Linked DNA regions of Sus scrofa: region 2 is linked to region 1. The links are chromatin contacts, called in public Hi-C maps. All regions are on one chromosome and are shown on one strand. Each heading gives the region's core, a stretch centred on a gene start, on an enhancer-like site or on the middle of the called end of the contact. The rest is flanking DNA. Distances are from core to core; before and after follow the strand shown.

The links. Hi-C and Micro-C count contacts between places; a contact is called where the count stands out from the background.
Region 2: a contact with region 1 is called in a Hi-C map of alveolar macrophages, with 2.2 times the contacts expected there. The contact joins two enhancer-like sites. A contact is called at or near these places in 1 of 5 promoter capture datasets (liver), 17 of 47 Hi-C or Micro-C datasets (alveolar macrophages, blood, embryonic fibroblasts and 9 more) and 2 of 2 datasets of contacts at active chromatin or transcription factors (alveolar macrophages and skeletal muscle).

Annotation. Positions count from the first base shown.
Region 1 is chr7:64,674,836-64,678,366 of Sscrofa11.1, forward strand. All of the region lies in intron 5 of KIAA0391 (mitochondrial ribonuclease P protein 3), which reads right to left. Among named protein-coding and RNA genes, the nearest start is that of PSMA6, 73 kb to the left of the region's middle. Within about 2 kb of position 1,591, at least 3 of the 83 cell types and tissues checked have an H3K27ac peak or open chromatin away from gene starts, as enhancers often do. A contact at or near this core is called in alveolar macrophages, where this site is marked.
Region 2 is chr7:64,736,964-64,740,494 of Sscrofa11.1, forward strand. All of the region lies in intron 4 of KIAA0391 (mitochondrial ribonuclease P protein 3), which reads right to left. Among named protein-coding and RNA genes, the nearest start is that of PPP2R3C, 24 kb to the right of the region's middle. Within about 2 kb of position 1,793, at least 3 of the 83 cell types and tissues checked have an H3K27ac peak or open chromatin away from gene starts, as enhancers often do. A contact at or near this core is called in alveolar macrophages, where this site is marked.

The DNA of each region.
Region 1 (3,531 bases), core at 341-2,840:
AAGAAGAAACTGTAGCTCAAAGCTGGCCAATCAAAATGAGAAGCAGAAGGAAAGAAAGAGAGAAAAAAGAGAGAAAGAGAGAAAAGGCAAGAGAGAAAAAGAGAAAGAGGGAAAACGTTAAAAAAAAAAAAGATTTGGCCACTTAAAAACTCAAAACATCTGTATACCAAAGATCTTAACATTAAAAGGCAAACTGGGAAAATATTTGCAATAAATATAGTAACAGTCAATACACTTACTTTACAAAGAAGCATACAAACAAAACAAATATTAAGTCAAACAGCAAAAAGCATAAACATTCGAACTTACAGAAATGACATGAATTTGCAGAAGGAATCAAAACTATTAACAAACATATGAAAAATGTCAGCCCTTCCATTCTGGCTCAGGGGCTTAAGAACTACCCAACATAGTATAGAGCCCATGAGGGTATGGGTTTGATCCCTGGCCTCGTTCAAATGGGTTAAAGATCCAGTGTGGCTGTGAGCTGCAGTGTAGGCCGCCTATGCGGTCTGGATCCTGTGTTGCTGTGGCTGTGGTGTAGGTTGGCAGCTGCAGCTCTGATTTGACCCCTAGCCTGGGAACTTCCATATGCTGCAGGTGAGGCTCTAAAAAGAAAAAAATGCACATGAAAACAAGTTACCTTAGATTCAATGCAATCCCTATTGACAAGCTGATCCTAAATTTCGGAAATTCAAGGGACTCAGAACAGGCAAAACAATCTTGAAAAAGAAAAACAAAGCTGGAGGACTCACACTTTCCAATTCAAAACTTACTATAAGCTGCATTAAGCAAAACCATGTGATACTGGCATCAAGATAAACATATAAATCAATGATATAGAACTGAGGATCCAGATTCAAACCTTCACACTTATGGTCAATTGATTTTTAACAAGCATTCTAAGACAATTCAATTGGGGAAAGAATAGCTTTTTCAACAAATTATGCTAGACAACTGGATATCTACGTGCTAAAATCAATTCTAATAGATCAAAGATCTAGATGTAAGTGCTGAATAGCATTGAGAACTATGTCTAGATACTCATGTCGCAACAGAAGAAAGGGTGGGGGAAAAAAACTGTAACTGCAATGTATACATCTAAGGATGACCTGACCCCCTTGCTGTACAGTGGGAAAATAATAAAAAAAAAATAATAAAAAAAAAAACAAAAAAACTATATGTCAACATTTAAAAACTAGTGCGCTTCAAAGGACATCATTAAGAAAGTAAACAGAATGGGAACAAGAGAATGGGAGAAAGTTTTTGCAAATTATATATCTATAAAGATCCAGTATCCAAAATATATTAAAAAAATCATTACAACTCAATAATAAAATTAACTCAATAGAAAAAGTGGGCAAAGGATCTGAACAGTCATTTCTCCAAAGAAGATATATAAATGGACAATAAGCATATCAAAAGATGATCAACATCAACAGCCACCAAAGCAAATCAAAATCATAATGAGATACTGCTTTACACCCACAAAGATGACTGAGCTAGACAATAAAAAGTGTGAGTGAGGATACGGAGAAAATAGAACCCTTATATGCTGCTGGTGGGAATGCAAAATGGTATGGCCACTTTGGAATACAGTCTGGCAGTTCCTCAAATGGTCAGAGTTACCATATGACTCAGCAATTCCATTTTTAGGTATATACCCAAAAGAAACAAAAATACATGTCCACACAAAAATTTGTACATAGAGGTTTGTAGCAGCACTATTCATAATAGCTCAAAAGTGGAAACAATAAAATTGATGAATGGGTAAATAAAATACAATAAAACCATACCATGGAATATTATTTGGTAATAAAAAGACATGAAGTACTGTGAGAAAAAGAATGTATATATGTATGTGTGACTGGGTCACTTTGCTGTACAGTAGAAAGTTGACAGAGCACTGTAAACCAACTATAATGGAAAAAATAAAAATCATTTTAAAAAAAGAACAGGACATTAAAAATTTCAAAAAAAAAAAGAAATCAAGTACTGATACATTTACAACACGGATGGACCTTGAAAACATTACGCTAATTAAAAGAAGCCAATTATTATCATTTAACAATGTATACAGGTCAAATCATTAAGCTGTACACCTGAAAATAATATGGTGTTATATGTCAATTATAGTTCAGTTTAAAAATAAAAGAAAAAGGTGGAGTTCCTATCATGGCTCAGTGGTTAATGAACCTGACTAGTATCCATGAAGATGTGGGCTTGATCCCTGGCCTCGCTCAGTGGGTTAAGGATCTGGCATTGCCATGACCTGTGGTGTAGGTCACAGACGAAGCTTGGATCCCACGTTGCAGTGGCTATGGTGAAGGCCAGCAACTACAGCTCCGATTTGACCCTCAGCCTGGAAACCTCCATATGCCGTGGTTGCAGCCCTAAAAGTATAAAGACAAAAAACAAAAAGGCAAACACAAGAAGTCACATACTGCATGATTCCATATATAATTTGATCAGACAGGTATTTTCAGGAAAGCAATTTGACAAATGAATCAAGAACCTTCAAACACTGATAACTTTTGACTCAAAACCTGAACATACTACGTGTTAGATATGCATACTATATTCTTCACACCATTATTTTTAATATTAAAAATATGAGAACAACCTAAACATTGAATAACAGGAAAGCAGCTATGTAAATGATAGTTTCCTAAACACATTTAATTCTATAGGAAGTCTCACCAGATGGGAGAAGTCAAAAACAAAATAAAATCTCTTTTCTTCTCAACTCTCCCTCTCTCTAGATATAGATATGGAAAAAACTGAATGACACACAATAAAGAGAAGTACACCAAAATGTTAACACTGAGTGGTGAGATCATGTGTATTTCTTTTCCTTGAAACTTTCTCATTTGCCAGATTTTCTAAAAATCAACATATATTTTTTTAAAAAAATCTTTTAACAGTAACATCAAGAATTGGTTTCTATCACCTCGTCTAAATAAATTTAAGGAATCAGACACTATTTCTCAAAGGTTGGAAGACAAAAGTAAGCTTAGATTCCACCTCCATTCACTTCCTTTCAAGAAACTGCTACAGCACTTAGAAATACCACAGCACCCTCTTTTGGAAGAAATGTACTCTTCTTCAGGGGAGCTTGCTGGAATCACCGTTTTTAGAGCTGAGAGTCTTTAAAGATTATTAAACCTGGTCTCTCTCATTTTATAAAAAAGGAAATTGGGGTTCAAAAAAGAAAAGACCAGCCAAGATCATAAAGGGAGTTAGCAGAAGAGTTGGGAACAGAGACCCATATCAGATCTTAACCAGAGCTTATTTTCTTCTGATCTTCTGATCCCATTCTTTACTTAATAATTTTTATTTTATTTATTTTTTTAGGGCCACACATGTTGCATATGGAAGTTCCCAGGGTAAATCAGAGCTATGGCTGCCTGCCACAGCCACAGCCACTTGGGATCCGAGCTGCATCTGCATCTGCGACCCACTCCACAGCTCATGGCAATGCCAGATCCTTAACCCACTGAGGCCGGCCAGGGATCCAACCCTCATCCTCAT
Region 2 (3,531 bases), core at 543-3,042, 62 kb after region 1:
ATTTAAGGAGTTCTAAATCACAGGATTTTGGGGGACTGCTATCATAATTCAAGTTTCATTAAAAGTTTAAAAATAAAAGAGCTTCATTAAAAGTTCAAAATGAGAAGGCCATGATGGGCTACTACTTCTTTCTTGAGAGTTATCTATTTCTACTAATAAATATTCTTTTTATTTGCCATTTTGGAAAATGAAAGAAGTTGATGAAATAAATCTCAGTAAGAACTAAGAGAACAGAAAAAACTAAACACAAGATGGGCTAAGTAGTAAGACTGCTGTCTTTGCTTTAACTTCCTTTAATATGTTTATATGATAAAATTGAGGAAAATAAACTTTAAACTTTTCAAATCAAAAGAACAAGGAAACTACACCTAAAGCAGAGTATTTCTAGAGCAGTAGTTCTTAAACTGTGGTGCAAGAACCCCTGTACATCTTTAAGAACCTTTCAGAGAATCTATAAGGTTAAAAACTATTTTTATCATAGTACAGAAATATCAACTGCCTTTTTCATGCTCGTTTGCTCACAAGTGTGCACATCAGAGAATAATAACAATTCTGAAAATGCTGATAAAATACTCTTAACCTTTCCATCCACCCATCTCTATGAGCCTCCATTTTCTTCCTAGGTTCAACCCAAATGACAAACCACAACAGACTGAATACAGAAGCTCCTATAAAAACTCTGCTGTCTTCCACTGAGCCAGGTAATTAAGGAAATTTACAAATATGTTAAGACAAAGTCTCCCTTCTCATATACTGTTTTTGTTTTGAACGATAGTTACTGCAGAGAAAAAAAATACTACTTATATTCACATTAAGTGTTTATGCTTATTTTTAAATAAAAACATGTTTTTATTATTTATTTATTTGTTTGTTTTTTAGGGCTGCACCCACGGCATATGGAAGTTCCCAGGCTAGGGGCTGAACTGGAGCTACAGCTGCCGGCCTACACCACAGCCACAGCAATGCCAGATCCTCAATCCCACTGAGCAAGGCCAGGGATCCAACCCGCATCCTCATGGATCCTAGTCACGTTCATTAACCACTGAGCCACAAAGGGAACTCCCATAAAAACATGTTTTTAAAGGTTCTCAGTTTTGATGTCTAATCCAGTAATTATCAACAGATATAATCTCATATGAACAAAAGCTCTCAGGAATCCTTAATTTTTGAGACTGTAAGAGAGTATTGAGATCAAAAGGTTTGAGAATTGCTGTTCCAAAGTATTTCTTACTCTGTAAGAAAAATATCACTCTACAAAGGATTATTTTTTAAGATAAGAGAAACGAAGTTGCTTAAAAGTGAATTTATAGCTTTTAGGACAAATGATTAAACTCGGATTTACTTCACAATTATCTAAGTGGCAAAGGTGGAATGGCCGGAGTATAAATGAAATGAGTGGCCATGGGTTAACCGAACTAGAGGTTCATTATACTAGTCTCTGCACTTTTGCAAATGTTTGAAATTTTCCCCTAAAGGAAAATTAAAGAATTAAATTCATAACCTGAACAGTTGAATATGGAAAAAAAAATGTAACCTGTTATTGTTAAAAATGAAGGAAAACAGGGGGAAAATCTTAATAATATTAATCTGACACATTTGGAGTTCTGCTTCAGTCACGTAAAATTTACATATGCCGCTCCCCTCTTTACCTACTATCACCAACTGACTCAAATAAAAATGACACAGGTATCTTTCAGCTTTAAAGTTCAACAAATCCTTTAACCTCACTAACCTGCCAAACTAGGGTAATTTTTTACATGTTACACTACTGCCATCTGCTGGTGACTGTGATGTCTAAGCACAGTAAATAAAGGTTTAAAACAAAACTAACAATTTACTTATGACTATGCTTTCCTCCCAAAATTATCTTGTAGAAAAGCAGCTGTCATATACACATTAAGGTTCTTCAAAGTCTCACATGAGAAGCAGTGCTTCTTGACCCTGATCACACTTTAAAATCATGTGGGAGTTTTTGAAAATCTTGATGCCTGGGCCCCAAATCAGAGCAATTACATCAGAATCTTTTTTTGTGAAAACGAAAGGTAAGACACAGACGGGGAGCAAATATTTGCAAAAGATACATCTGATATGGGACTGGTATCTACAGTCACTCTCACAACTGAGTAATAAGGAAAAAACTCAATTTTTTAAATGGGCTAAAGATTTAAATAGCACTTTACCGAAAATTTTATATGGATGGCAATTCAACACATGAAAACATACTCAACATCATTAGTCATTAGGAAAACACTCATTAAGATCATAATGAGATACTATTTCATATCCATTAGAATAGCTAAAGGTGAAGAGGCTGACCCTATTAAATGCTAGCCAGGATGTGGAGCAACAGCAAAGCTCACACGCTGCTGGTAAAAATGTAAATCGAGACTACCCCTTTGGAACACAGTTTCTTTTTTCTTTTTTTTCCTTTTTTTTTTGTGCGTGTGTTTTTTTTAGGGCTGCACCTGTGGCATAAGGAAGGCTAGGGGTTAAATCGGAGCTATAGCTGCCACCACAGCCACGGCAGTGCCAGATCTGAGATGCGTTTGCAATCTACACCACAGCCTGCAGCAACGCCAGATCCTTAACCCACTGAGCGAGGCCAGGGCTTAAACCCGAGTCCTCACGGATATCGGTCAGATTTGCTACTGCTGAGCCACAACAGGAACTCCTGGGAAACAGTTTCTTAAAAAGCTACACACACACACCCCTACCATAAGACCCAGCCATTCCACTTCTAGATATGTACCCAAGAGAAAGAAAGGTTGTAGTGGGGTAGAGAGTGTCCCCTCTAGGGAGTTCCTGTTGTGGCGCAGCGGAAATGAATCCGACTAGGAACCATGAGGTTGCAGGTTCGATCTCTGGCCTTGCTCAGCAGGTTGAGGATCCAGTGTTGCTGTGACCTGTGGTGTAAGTCGCAGACACGGCTTGGATCTGGTGTTGCTGTGGCTGTGGTGTAGGCCAGCAGCTATAGCTCCGATTAGACCCCTAGCTTGGGAACCTCCATGTGCCATGGGTGCGGCCCTAAAAAGACAAAAAAAGACAAAAAAAAAAAGTCTAAAATTCACTTGGAATGTGATCTTATCTAAAAAAGGGATCTTCACAGATGTAATTAGTTAAGATGAGGTCATAATGGAATAAAGTAGGCCCTAAATCCAGAAACTGATGTCTTTATAAGGAGAGAGGATACTCAAGAAAGACAAGGTAAGAGTTGAGTGTACAGTTAAAAGCCAAGAAACACCAAGGTCTGCCAGGAACTTTTGAAGCTAGGAAAAGGGAACAATCTCCCTAGAGACTTCAGAAGGAGCATGGTCCTGCCAACACCCTGATTTCAGACTTCTGGCCTCCAGAACTGTGAGAGAATAAATGTCATTTTAAGCTACCCAAATTGTAGTACTCCATTACCGCAGTCCTGAGAAACAAATATAAAAGCACAAAGACTTGTATGAGTTCCTGTCATGGTACAGCAGAAATGAATCCAACTAGGAACCATGAGGTTGTGGGTTCAATCCCTGGTCTCGCTCAGTGGGT